5 separate regions of the Mus musculus genome follow, and all the other regions are linked to region 5. Evidence: chromatin contacts called from public promoter capture Hi-C data. All regions are on one chromosome and are shown on one strand. The core of a region is the stretch at or near the end of the contact, and the rest is flanking DNA. Distances in the headings are between cores, read along the strand shown.

The links. Promoter capture Hi-C pulls out the DNA fragments that hold promoters and counts their contacts. Capture Hi-C pulls out chosen DNA fragments and counts their contacts.
Region 1: a promoter capture Hi-C map of neural stem cells shows a contact between it and region 5. The contact joins the promoter of Ces1e here to the promoter of Ces1a in region 5. A contact is called at or near these places in 3 of 39 promoter capture datasets (the HPC-7 cell line, liver and neural stem cells) and 1 of 9 other capture datasets (embryonic stem cells).
Region 2: a contact with region 5 is called in a promoter capture Hi-C map of liver, with 2.6 times the contacts expected there. The contact joins the enhancer-like site here to the promoter of Ces1a in region 5. A contact is called at or near these places in 7 of 39 promoter capture datasets (the 3T3-L1 cell line, 3T3-L1-derived adipocytes, the HPC-7 cell line and 3 more), 1 of 115 datasets of contacts at active chromatin or transcription factors (embryonic stem cells) and 2 of 9 other capture datasets (liver and pancreatic islet).
Region 3: a promoter capture Hi-C map of adipose tissue shows a contact between it and region 5. The contact joins the promoter of Ces1f here to the promoter of Ces1a in region 5. A contact is called at or near these places in 2 of 39 promoter capture datasets (both in liver), 3 of 484 Hi-C or Micro-C datasets (cerebral cortex, cortical neurons and nephron progenitors) and 2 of 9 other capture datasets (adipose tissue and pancreatic islet).
Region 4: a promoter capture Hi-C map of 3T3-L1-derived adipocytes shows a contact between it and region 5, with 3 times the contacts expected there. The contact joins the promoter of Ces1d here to the promoter of Ces1a in region 5. A contact is called at or near these places in 11 of 39 promoter capture datasets (the 3T3-L1 cell line, 3T3-L1-derived adipocytes, cranial neural crest and 6 more), 1 of 484 Hi-C or Micro-C datasets (the G1E-ER4 cell line) and 2 of 9 other capture datasets (liver and pancreatic islet).

What each region holds. Positions count from the first base shown.
Region 1 is chr8:93,228,245-93,230,944 of GRCm38.p6, forward strand. Ces1e (carboxylesterase 1E) reads right to left here and starts at 1,375. Exons shown (of 14, transcript NM_133660.3): 1 at 1,126-1,375. The coding sequence starts at 1,177.
Region 2 is chr8:92,800,094-92,802,793 of GRCm38.p6, forward strand. No RefSeq gene overlaps it. Among named protein-coding and RNA genes, the nearest start is that of Mmp2, 26 kb to the right of the region's middle. Within about 2 kb of position 1,263, at least 23 of the 459 cell types and tissues checked have an H3K27ac peak or open chromatin away from gene starts, as enhancers often do.
Region 3 is chr8:93,278,308-93,281,007 of GRCm38.p6, forward strand. It overlaps Ces1f (carboxylesterase 1F), which reads right to left and starts at 1,429. Exons shown (of 14, transcript NM_144930.2): 1 at 1,342-1,429. The coding sequence starts at 1,393.
Region 4 is chr8:93,196,486-93,199,185 of GRCm38.p6, forward strand. Ces1d (carboxylesterase 1D) reads right to left here and starts at 1,319. Exons shown (of 14, transcript NM_053200.2): 1 at 1,183-1,319. The coding sequence starts at 1,234.
Region 5 is chr8:93,046,835-93,049,534 of GRCm38.p6, forward strand. Ces1a (carboxylesterase 1A) reads right to left here and starts at 1,358. Exons shown (of 14, transcript NM_001013764.2): 1 at 1,223-1,358. The coding sequence starts at 1,274.

The DNA.
Region 1 (2,700 bases), core at 125-2,624, 180 kb after region 5:
CTTCAGAAGCTGCCTCAAGGAAGCACCTGTCTATAGTTTACCCATCCTTCCACCTTCTCAGGATCCTGGTCCTTTCTTTTTGTCACCCCAGTTATGAACCCTTTCTTTGGGAGTCAGGATTAGCAGACTATTATCTTAATGTTCATTATCTCTAATGTGATGACCTGATTACACCTCTGATTTCTTATTAATATGCTCCATTTTCTTTTTCTATAACTTCAGTTCACATGTACATATGATGTATGTGCACCTATGTGCACACTTGTGAGTGTGTAAATGAAGGTGTGTGCCTGCAGTGGTGCTTGTGTGGAGGTCAGAGGACCACTTTACACACTGCACCCACTAGCTGGTTTAAAATGTGGTCCCCTTGTCCATTTCCTAGGCTCCTTTGTTGTATACTAGGCTAGCAGTTCTGGTCCAGGAACCTCTGGGCATTTTCCTGCCTCCACCTCCCATCTTGGCACAAGAGCACTGAGATTGTAGTCCCATTAGCTATGTCACATGAATACTGGGGATTCAGACTCGAGTCCTTGTGCTTACACAGAAGGGGCTTTACCCTGCGATCCAGCTCCTCAGCCCTGATACACATCATTTCAAGTCACCCCTCTTATCCGTCATCTCCTCTCACCTAGACCCACCCTAAATACTATAGAAGGCGCCACCTAAGGCATCCTCAAAGTGACCCAGTGGAGAGGGTACGGTCACCACTTCTGTAGAGACAGGATGACACAAGTTCACCATGCTGAGTACTTTGCCTAAAGACAAATGGTTTGGAAGTATTTAGCTGAGATTCCGAATTTTCTACCAAGCTTCTTTCCAAAATCAGTCTAACTGTAGACAAACAGTTAAGGAGGAAACAGGCAGCTTTCCTAATCCCCTTTGTGGCACATGGCGCTAGCTCATTGCCCTTCTCGACCTGCCATGTGATCTTAAGTCAGAGTGTTTGTTTTTCTCTGACTCAGCATGTCAGCTGGACTGGGATACTTGTCTAAAAAGTGAAAATGGCTAACGATCAAAGCTCGCAACAGTTTTATACTATTGTCACCTCTGCCCACCTCTACCTGGTATGAGCTTTTGAAATGTACCCCACCATCACCCGAATATTTGTATTCCATAAAGACTCACCCCCTGCTGTGAATGCTGCAAGTGACACCAGGATCAGAGCAGAGAGGCACATGGTAGGAGGCTACAGGTTTGCAGGACAGGGAGGTCTCCAGCCTGTGACAAAGGGGGCACACTGATCCTGCCCCACTCCTGGAGGGTACCAGCAAATTTCTCTCAATCAATTGTATGATACCACAAAAGAACAATCTTTCTATTCCAAAGAGCTCTGCAGGTTTCTCAAGAGATCACTAAGCCACCCCCACCCAGAGTTTACCCAGGTTTATCTAAATTGTTTGGACTCTACACTTAGATTGCAGGAGTCCACAAACTGGTCAAACAACTTCTTACATAAATATCTCTCAGCAGGACATTCACACCTCAGTGCTCTCTTATTTTCCAAACCAGTTCTGTAGACTCCTTTAAGTAAGGTGACTCTTTGGTCTTGGGTCTTCACATCAAGCTGGAATTGTTCAGAGCCCCTCACAGCCACACAGTTGACCACCAGAGAGGTTAGGGCACACCTCCCAGATTCTCTTTGCTGGGAGAGTTTTAGAACTTATTTTGGTAACAATCTTAAATTTCATCATTTTATTTTTGCCTAATTTATCTTTCTAAGATTCCTGTAAAGTGGTCTAGCCTTCTGCCATGCAGACACAGTCAAGGATCTCACAACCTTTCAGAGGAGAGATTTAGGGATAGGCATTCTTATATAAATGAACAATGTATTTTTGTTTTAATAGTTTTTAAGTTAGTTTCCATAGTAATGGGTTTTATTATGAACTTTAAAGCAGATTTTTTTATTATTGGTCTTTTCCCATTCTTCTTCATCCCTTTGTGTCTCTCAGCTCATCCTTTCCACCCTAATAGTCTCCCTTTGTACTTTCATTCTCCACCTTCTTTTCCTTCTTCTCCTCCTTCTCCTTCTTCTCCCTCTCCTCCTCCTCTTTCTTTCTTTCTTTCTTTCTTTCTTTCTTTCTTTCTTTCTTTCTTTCTTTCTTTCTTTCTTTCTTCTCCTCCTCCTCCTCCTCCTCTTCATCCTCCTCCTCTTCTCTCTCTCTCTCTCTTCCTCTCTCTCTCTCTCAGACACACATTTCTCTTTTTCTCTCATGGACTCTTCTAGCTTCATGACAATATACATACAAAAATATAAACATTAATATCTAAAACTATGTATGAGAGAAAATGTGGTATTTGTCTTCCTGAGTCTAGTTTTTCTTAACAGAATGATTTTCATTTCTGTCCACTGTTCCTGAAAATGCTGATTTCATTTTTCTTTATAGTTGAATAAAATTCTACTGTGTAATTATGTCCCATTTTTTTCATCTGAATGTCAGTGTTTGAGCATCTGGGCTGACTCACTTCTTAGCTACTGTGAGTACTATAGCAATAAATATGAACTATAGATATCACTTTGATAAGATTTATATCTTTGGGGCATATATTCTGGGACAGTTTAGTTGGATCATACAGTTCTGCTTTATACTTTTGAAAAACCTCTATTTTCATTTCCATAAGGTGCTACATCAATATACTCCCACAAATGATTTGTCCTTCTAAACAGCTTCACTCATTTTCATTGTCATTAACTTACTTTTG
Region 2 (2,700 bases), core at 13-2,512, 250 kb before region 5:
ATCCTGTGTTTTGCTGTGACTGTTGGATTCCATCCACATGCAGAATTTTGAGGCCAGGTAACAGCTAACCAGTTGCTAGTAAAGATGAAACCATTTTTTTTTCCTGGAACATACAATGCAAAATACAAGTCATTTCATAGCTTTAGTTTGGAAGATCACAGTTAAGGAAGTTAAAAAAAAAAGCATCTTCAAAAACCAGGATGAAAATTTGTTATTCTTCAAATATCAATACTTATTAATTGCTGATGGATGGTCACTAAGTAAGAAAGGATTTTCCCCATCAGAGCCTAATTAGTTTCATTGTCTGCACGCTGAAATCGCTTGTATTCTGCCCTAGCTATCAGCTGCCCGTTTTAATTAATTTTGCACTACATTCAAAGGTTTTACTTGGTGCCTCTCTGTGTAATTCCTTCCCCCCAAATAAATAAATAAATAAATAAATAAATAAATAAATAAATAAATAAATAAATATCAAAGCTAATGAGGCTCTGAAGATTTGAGATGTAAATATCAGATGCAGATTCTTTTGGGGGTCCCAGCTCAGCGGAAGACCCAAAAATAAGACTTGGAAGTTTGACTAAGAAATCCCAGACTGTCTGTTTCCAACCCTCCCTTCAGATAGTGTTTCTGCTGGCACTTCTTAGTGATTTGGCAAAAATAGCTAACTAACTAACAAAATAGATAGATAGATAGATAGATAGATAGATAGATAGATAGATAGATAGCCACGCCCTATGAACGAAAGCCTCAAGAGAATATTCTTGCTTCGCAACAATGGATTCAATGGGCTTTGTTGAGCTACTATTCATCTCCAACCAACTCAAGTGTGTCCTGAGTGGTCTGCTGTTCACACACACACAAACACATGCATGTACTCACAAGTACACACACACACACCTTTCATACATGCATATACACAAAATCACAAATACACACAGAACTCACATTCTTTCATACATACACATATACAAGTACACACTTTCATTCCATATACAGACAAAGTCACATGCTTATGCACATGTGGTTATTCACTTGCATATTATAGTCTTTTAGATACAGGAAAACACATAACACCTCAATCAGACTCTGGCAGATCCAAGTTTCCAGTTTCAAATATGTGTCACATGTAGCACATTCTCTAACACACACTTCCAAAGAAATCCCTGCAAAAAAAAAAAAAATTCCAGTGTCCCCCTCCTGGTGAGTGTATCCCAGGGCTGCCTGAGACGCCACCATTATTATTAAATTCTATCCACAGAGCTTGTGGATTGCGTAATCTGCTTTCGCCTGAGATCTTTGTATCCTTTACCGAGAAAGTCTGATTCATTTCTCAGAAATTCTCATCTGCTAGTAATCTTTCAGGACATAGTTAGTGTTGTGATATTTTCAGATATTGTTTTCCAGGGGTGGGGGAGGGGAGGGCCGGTTTCAAGTGGCTGTCCCCTGGCAGTTCCCCGAGATTACTCCGTGCTTATAAGCGGCTCAAGACTGTGTGACAGCATTTCCATGCAAGGGACTTACAATCATGTTTCATTAATTCGACGTGAATGAAGCCTCATTTCTGGCCTTGAGGAGCTTAAGATTTATGTGAAATTAATAACAGAACAGATGTCTTCACAATTTGGTTCCTCTGGAAAAGGGGTGGGGGGGGGGAGATCCGAGAGAACCTCATTACTTTGAAAACTTCAATGCTTTAAAATGCAGACCCAGGGAGTTTTTACTCCAGGGTAAAGAGTTCTGCCGGATACCATCCACATCTCAGAACTAAGTGGAATTTAAATGTCAGATTTATATTAAATAGTCATATTCCCTATTATGGCAGATAATAAACAGCAGCTTATTACTTTCATTAATAAGATGTGTTGGACATTTAAAGTAAAGCTTAGAGATAAGGCCGGGCGCTTCATAAGCAGGAGATGAGGGGGACCCCGGGGTGTGAGGGAATCTGCAGGCAGCTTGGTTTTTTAGCTTGGTTTCTGATAATTTAATCATCATTTCCTCACAGGAAAACAAAATGAATTTACTCACACAGAACCCAGTGTTCCCGCTGAGGTGTGCTGGAGTCCAGAAACTGCAATTTCATGGGAGACTTCAAATCTTGCCTCTTTATTTAATTCGTCTCTTGCCTCAAACCCCCTTTCTTTAGCTGGTACCTTCCTGGTGATAGTTTAACCTACTTATTGGTTGGCCCCAATATGCCAACCCAGCAGGAGAACTGTATTTTTGCTTGATCAGGTCTAGAGGAGAGTAGAATGAAGAAGTGACATCACGGAAGGGGGAGAGGCAGCAGAGAACCAATGTCCCCAGTACAGACAGGGCCAGAACCTCGAAGTCGCTGAGCAAGCCTAAGAAGTTCACAGGGCTGTGGGGCCATGGGCAAATGGAAAAGCCTGAAGTAACAGATTAGTTTCTAGAATGTGGTCCTCAAATCCCTGTTGTGACCCTTCCCTTTGCTCTAAATCTGTGTCCTTCAACCTGACTTCTCTGCTTTTCTCATGGAGACAATAAGAATGTTGAGCTGAACAGTCAGAAAGCTTCTCCATTCCCTGTAGGCTTTGCCATCCCAAGACTCCGCCCTCTTCCTTCTCTTTATTCCCATCTCTCTCTTGTCAAAACTACACAGAACAGGTCATCTATGATTCAGTCAGCTCTGAACTTTGACCCAGAGATAAAGGTCAAGGGGAGCTTGCCATAGCTTTG
Region 3 (2,700 bases), core at 179-2,678, 230 kb after region 5:
TCTGATTATAGGTGACTAGGCATGGCTGAATTAACTATGAACTTTCAACAGGATTACCTAGAGCAAAATGTGCTTGCATGCAAGGGGTGGGGGTAGGGTGAGAACATTGCCAACAGAAGCTATGACTTACAACATTGCACACACATGTAATGCCTACTGTATACCAGAGGTACATCCCAGTTTCTTGAATTCATAACAATATCGTCTTTCTAGGTAACTATTGGTGTGTCTATTTAACTTGGAAGAATCAATCCTGTGTGGAGTTCCTAAAAATGGAGAGTATGCCGTTGCCAGGGTAACCAGCAGCAAAGGCATGTTCTGCTTCAAATCTGGGTCCTTCAGTTCCAGGCCTCTCTCAACGTCACCTGTCCACACAGGGTGAGGCATTTAAGGGATTGATTGCTGAGTACTGGCTCTGTATTTAAGTGCTAGAGACAGCCCTGGACATGATTTGCCAGATAAACTTGGAAGAACATACCAGTTTTTACAGGCCACCTATTAATGGCACAGATATACATTGAAATCAATGCTATAACCACATATTTACCATGAATTTAACTCATGTATCTGATGTTTAGGAGGCTATCATGACTCTTGGGAACTGTCTCTCTCAGAGTCTATCAATTTCAGAGGCATGACCCTAACTAAACATCTCCTTTATGATAGCATGGACTACTGTCTGCCTGTCCATCTGCCCTCATTACCCTGAACCTGGTACCAGACACTTGAGATGTGCACTGTTCCCTAAAGTTCCTTGAAATGCTAACAAAAGAGGCATTTGCTACAGGCTCCCCAGCCTGAGCCTCCTCACTGACCTGGCACGTCCTGTCCCCCCTACCTTAGTACTATGACTTTCTTCTTGGGGAAAATGAACAACAAAGTGGTTTTTCAATGACTATTTGGTCCTGATGTGCTAGCTTGACCATACTGTGTATTTTCTATTAGTACATCCTATATTTATGTATTATGTATTAATAATGGAGGACCCACTACATGTAAAGGCATGAAGGGGCATCCTATTGCAAGTGTACCTAAAAAGCTTTAGAAATGAAACCAACTAATCCTCTATAGTCCAGTGAAGTAAGGGAACCAACCTGTCTTGATTCCTCTTGTGCTGGAGTTGGCTCTTCGTCCTCTGTACCTAAGTGTGCTGCAGGGACTCAGGGATTTTAGTGTCTCTTGATCTCAGAGTGTCCTGCACCATGGTGTAGGCCACTTAGAGGCAAATCCAAGTCTGGAGAGTGAGTTCTCCTGCAGAACTAAATCTGTCTTGTCTGTGCTCTATGCACAACCCTGCTACTCTTTGTGTCCCCCACAAATTTGTATTTCAAAAGTACTCACCGCAAATCACACAGGTTGCTAGAGACACCAGGAACAGAGTGCTAAGGAACATCTTGCATGGACAGGCTCCCAAGTCAATGGACCTTCTAACTCTGATCCACAAGGAAGGGGTGTGTAAGGTCCTGCCCACATCCTGGGAACCTCCCAGGAGTCCTGCCCACAGAGCCCAATTACACAATACAGAACTACACACACACACACACACACACACACACACACACACACACACACACAAACACCTCTTTCTCTTCCTTAGCCACAGCTCTTCCAAGTTTACCCTGCTTTATCTGAACACTCATGCACCCAGCATTAGCTGTCTTATATATAAACAATTAGTATGAAACTCTCAGATGACAGATCAACAGCTTCTTTTAAAAAAAAAAACTTTTTATTAGATATTTTCTTCATTTACATTTCAAATGCTATTCCAAAAGTCCCCTATACTCTCCCCCCACCCTGCTCCCCTACCCACTCCCTCCCACTTCTTTCATAAATATTTTTCCTTGTAACACTCTCGCTTCAGAGTGCCAGGAGATCTCAAAGTCAAGCAAATACCTCCAGGCAGTGAAAAGCTTTAGTGAGGTGGGGGGATTCTTATAACAGGCTGAAATTTTTTAGAGAAATTCACAGCTCCACAGCTGTTCACCAGGGAGATCAGGGCACATGTCTCTGCCTCCCTTTTCTAGCATTTTGGACTCTTGTGTTTGGTAACAACGTTAAGCTTCAACTACCCTCCTTGGAGAAGTTTAGATTATTTGTATAGTCATCTTGCCAAGTGGCCCTATCTTGGGCCACATGCAACCAAGTTTGGGAACTCACTCAGTTCAGGGCAGAACTTTAGGTATAGATCTTTCTTATAATAATTCAACTCCATTTCAAAATCCTTGGCTTTTACCACCTACCTGCCCATTGATCCAGGAATACTTTGAATATTAACCAGAACAGATGTGAGGTCAGGAAGAGTCTGGCATATGTGTCCAAGCTGCAAACCATGGGGCTACGGTATAAGCATGCACTTGGGAGAGGGTCTTTCACAAGGTGCTATTGAAGGAAGCTGCTGAGATCCCCTTCCTAGGACCATCAAATGCCTTAGGACAGTGCTTTGGTTGAATACAGTCTGGTACAGCTGGCTAAGCAAATGCCATAGCTCCACTCAAAGTAGCTGTGGGCATCACTGTGTGATCAGGAAATAGAGAGGATCAGCTCAGGAGAGGAAAACACAAGTTATAGATTATCACTTAGTTTAAAGACTTAGTTTCTCTGATAGCTAGGCAGAGAGTTCCAGTCCTACTAACATACCTACAATAATTAAAACCATGAGCAGTAAAAAACTATCTGTACAAAGAGCATTTATTTCTA
Region 4 (2,700 bases), core at 69-2,568, 150 kb after region 5:
GTCCACCGTGAAGTGGGTAGAAACAGATTATCTGGGGTCATATTCCTGCGTCAAGTGGATATACAGCAATGGCACAAATATTATGTAGTTATGTATTTAAAATTGTGTAATATCAGAGTGCAATACGGAACATTTGCTCTGTGCCCAGGCACATTCATTCTCTTTACATAATTTCTCAAAGAGGCCTTGCCAGGAGAGCAGGCAAGATTTCAAAGCACCAAGCATTGACTGTAAAAAGGTGAAAACAGGGTGACATTACAGGCTGGGGGAACTGGAATCCCCAGGGTGTAACTAATGTGGGTCCCATCCCCCACCTTATCTAAGTCTCCTGCCTGGGCCACCCACCTGTCCTGATCTCTAAGATCTAGTCATCAAAAAACCCAAACAAAGTCCTATATCCCCCAAACCTCCCAAAGAACTCCATGTAACCGCCCCCTCCACCCCATGCCACCTCACTCCTCTCTTCTTTTCAGGTGAAACTACAACAATGGCTCTTGCTTGCCCGGTCTCTCCGCTGCCCTGGCCTCCTGACTAACCTCATTGTTTCCTCTTTTACACCATCCCTGTGACCTGTCCCTGCCTTGTGGGAGCTTCAGTGTAACACCATCATCTCAATTGTCTGATTTAAGCACGTTGTAATTTTTATTAATCCATTACGTTTTCAGCCAAACCTTTTGCCTACCTTTTAACCTAACTTACCCTCTGGACCCAGAGCAGAAGCAACCGCTCTTTTTGTCCTCAGTGAAAAAGGCACTCCTGTCATCTCTGCTTTAAAGGTGGGGGTTCCCTAGTCACTGTATCACCCAGGCTTTGCAAACTTTAGGATATCAAGTTGGAGTTATTGATTAGGAGCCAGATATAAGGCTGGCTCCTGAGTTTATGCTTTCCATGTTCTGCTCAGCCTCTCTCTCTCTGACCTGCTTGCAACTTGACAAAGAATCACAGGGAAGCAGCCTGATCCTTCTTCAGCTCTCCTGTGCCTCCTATAGCTGGGTATCCCAGTGTCCATCCTCCTCTCTGTCTCTGTGGGAGTCAAGTTCTTCGGACTTTGATGCACCCCTTCAAGTGCAGAAAGCAAAACTCACCAAGGGACTGGACTATTTTGTCCACAGCATTGCCCATTGTGCCCAGAACAAAGACTGAAAATGTACACACAGACATTTGTAACCCAGAAGAACTTACCCCAAGCTGTGCACGCAGCAAGAGAAAGCCATATCAGAGGGTAGAGGCCCATTGTGGAAGGACAAGGGCTCTGTGGGTCTCTGAGCTATCTGCTGCTTTAGCAATGCTTCTGTTGTGGACCAGGGGACCCGCCTCCTTAAGTCTTGCTCAACCAGCTCAGTTATGTAATCTAAGCTTAAAAAAAAAAAAAAAAAAAAAAAAAAAAAAAACTCTTCCTTCCAAAGAGCTCTCTGGGTGTCAGTTGGGCCCTCCAAGCCACGCCCACTAGGAGTTTACCCACTTTTATCTGAACAGTCAGTGCCCAGTACTCAGATTACAAGTGGCCAGAAACCCATCCAACAGCTTCTTACATAAGCACCTCTCCCTGCAGCACTCTCACCTCAATTCAGTGCACCCTGACCTCTCAAGAGCAGACAGCAGCAGCCAGGTGCCTGCAGGTAGTGGGAAGTGTTGTTCTGGGGTCCTTCTACAAAGCTCTGCTCAGCTGGGATGTGAGGACGGACACATTTCACAGCCTTCCTGGACCTGCATGTCTTAGAATCCATACTCTCGAGTTAGGAAGGGAACTCACACTCTACCAACCTTTAGAGGATTCCTAAATTAAGTTTGTAGTATTCCTGCCAAGTGACCTGGCTGGGCACGGTGCATACTTAGGTTCAAGGAAGTTTACCAGAGAAAGAACCTTTGGACATAATGTTCATGTAGGAAACAAACTCCGCTGGCAACAATCCTTGCTTCTAACCATCCATGCATACACGTACACACTGATTCTTCAAACATTGCCAAAGCGCATGGCCTCCCTTTTCATGGGAGTGTACAACAGCAGGTGGGTCAGTGCATCTATGCAATTGCTGACCCTAGCCTATTCCAGCAGTGTAGCCTCTTCATACTTTCATGTTTGGGTACCTCTTTTCATTCCTCTGGTGTGTATTTTGGTTCTTTCATCTAATCATTTATTTTTAAGTTCTCAGGATGCATTACTAAGTTATTTGTTTGATTTTAGAAATCTTTAATTTCTTTAAGATCAAATCTCTTTGACAGATCCATTTTGGAAAAAAATAGTTGACGTAAAATAGTAGTGAGCTGATAAAATAATAGACATTCTACAGCTCTGGAAGGGTTCAAGTCCATTTGATGCATAATTATATCTTCTTAAAGACATGAGACTGTAGTTACTCATGATATAGAATTTCCTCCCGAAGTACTTCTGTTTTATCTGGGTTCTGTATGTTGTATCTCCATTTTCATTTCATTTAAGGAATTTTTCAACCTTCTCCCTCTTCCCTCTATTTCATCAATGAATGTACTTAAATTCACACAGTGGAAGGAGAGCACAGAATCTCACAAATTGTAGTTGAGTTTCTCACCATGAGCAGCAGGGTACTTTGTGACTGGAGTCATTTGAAACCCCTCAGAGACCTTGATCACTAGAATAAGCTGGCACAGGCAGCATCACTGTTATCTTTACAGCCATACCTGGGCTGAACTGGTGGTGGTATACATCAGGGTGGTATGCAC
Region 5 (2,700 bases), core at 108-2,607:
CAAGACAGGGACGAAGCTGTAGGGAGTTAGGGAAGAACTGTATGTGCCACAAGAATGGAGCTCGCAGGCTAGCCTGGCTGGGATGACCATGTTAAGAACTGCCAGGAGAATATTCTTGACTCCAGAATGGTCCCTGTTCTTTACTTGACCATTAAGCAAACCTCAGTCCTTTATCTAGGGATTTGAGAGTCTCCACATCATGCACCTGTACATTTCAGACCCCCCCCCAGTTCCCATGGTCTCTACTTAGCAGTATTTGTAGCCCATTTATTCTTCCCAGCCAGAACTTGTACCTTGGTATCTGAATCTCTGAACTCTGCTTTTTCACGTATGCAATTCCTTTCCATCTCCCCTCATTTACTTATTCATTCCCTCAGTACAAGTCCCAGCCCCCCCTGGTGATGTGAAGGCCTTAATCCCTCCTCCAACTCCTTGCAGCTCCTTTCTGTTCCCTCTCTCATCTAGGTGTGTCTGTGGTCCTTCTCCTACAATGACAGGCTCCTGAGTCTAAGGTGTGCCTCTTAATCACCTTCTCATACAACATACAGTTCATACCAATATCTCTTGGGGACTGAGGAACAAATTATCTTCTTAGTAGCATTTGGCTCTTAACATGTTGGCTTGACCATATTTCAAATTTTTATTAATATACCCATTAAAGATATCACCCCTTTACGTCCATCCATATATTGTGCTTCTAGACCAGACACTATGCTAAGAGCTACAAAACAACCACCTATGCCACCCTCAGTACAGCCCAGTAAGGAAGGCTCTATTGCTTTCCATTTTCCAGATTCATCACCCAGACACTGCAAAGTTGAAGTGTCTTTCCCAAAGTCATGGGGATCAGAAGAGCTGAACTAGACTCTAGCCTTGTGCCCTGGCTCCTGACTCAATGCTGTTAAAACTCTGCTGAGCCTCTTTTTATGTCTACCCAGAGATAGAGTAAGATCTGGGAGATAGCTAGGGCCTCTCATGCTAGCTCAATGACTTCTTAGCACCTGCAGCTGCAGTATCACCATGGTTTTCTTTCCCTGGATCTCTGTGATGGGAGGAGCTTGCTGGGTTCCTTTGCTCCAAGCCCATTTTGAAATCATGCTGGTGATCTCTGATACAGAATGGAACCTGGCCTCTCTTCTCTTCATACGCATTTACACTCCCATTTGCCCTGGCTTAGGAGCTTCAAAAGAGCTCCAAGTGTTTGTGTTTTGGAAGAACTTACCCAAAGCCATGCAAGTGTTGAGGGAAGCCAGGGCCAGAGCAAAGAGCCACATGCTGGAAGGCCAGTTGCTTTGGGGCCCTGTGACGAGATCTTGGTGCTCTTCTGAAGGGCTTTGTATAACCTGTCTTAGATGGTGAGGCCTTGTTACCACATCCATCCATGTGTGGTCCAGTGGCCTAATCATGAGATGACAAGGTGCTCTGCCTGCTCCACAGAGCTCCCAGGAGTCTGATGGCAACCCAAGCCATACATAGCCTTAGTTCAAGCTCTTATAATTGGTTCCAGACTCAACTATCAGATTACATATGATCTCAAACAACAACATCTTACATAAGCTCTTTCCCGTGGCACTCTAACCTCCGTCCACCTTGAGCTTCCCAAAGGCATGCACAGCAAATGGCATCTTCAGGCAGGGCTAAGCTTTGGTCTGAGACCCTCAGAAAGGGCTGGAAATTTTAGAGCAATGCTCAGCTCCACAGCTGCTGTCTGGGGAGTTTAGAACATATCTACAACTTCCCTCAGATAGTGGCTCAGAAATTCTGTGTTCTCAAGTCTGCAAGTGAAGTTAAATTGTGAGTAGTTCTCTTTCTGATGCTTAAAGTAGGTTCCCAATGCTCCTACCAAGTGGCCAAGCCATCTGCCATCCACCTCTAGACTCGGAGAGCTCACTACTTTTAAATATGTTTGGGAGAAAAATTTCTGTGCTAAATCAACTCCATCTCTCCACAGTATCCATCATTTATTGGACGTTTGCCAAAATGTATTTTTCTCCACAGTAAAATAAAATGCCAAGATTTGAAATTAGAAACTCGTGGGAGTTGAGTCACTGATGTTTGTGAAACACATCTTCTCACCTTTCCCTACTTCTACATATTCCCGAGAAATCAGGGAACCCACTTGATGATACTGGTTTCTAATTTTTGTTTTAAGGCAGGGTTTCATCCATAGCTGGCCTTGATCTTCTGATTCTCCTGTTTCTACTTCCTAGGTACTGAGATTACAAACTCATACCACCATACTGAGATTACAAACTCATACCACCATACTGAGGTTTTGTTCCTAATCTGTTTTTGTGTTAAGGCCTCTAGTCTTGTCTGGATCTGCACCATCTCAGCCACACCAGCAGCCTCCCTGGATCTGTGAAGAAAAATATGTTCCTTTGTTCCTGTGCTTCCCTCTGCTGGACACTGGGAAATACTAAGGTCAATGGGACTTTATGGTGTTAGTTCTGGTTGATATCATGGAACAAGTGTGTGTGGGGGAGCTTTTTCAGAAAACAAAATTAAATAAAATTCTACTGTGGTGGAAAATAGAACAAGTTGTTGCTTAATGAACTGAAGAAGCCTGTTAGGGACATGTGTCTGCAGGATTTAGGAGTGACTGAAAGGGCCTGGCCTTGGACTCACCTTATCTCCTGAAAATGTGGGGACACCTTAAATCATATTGAAAGATGAAGGTAACATTTTAAAAGTTGTTAG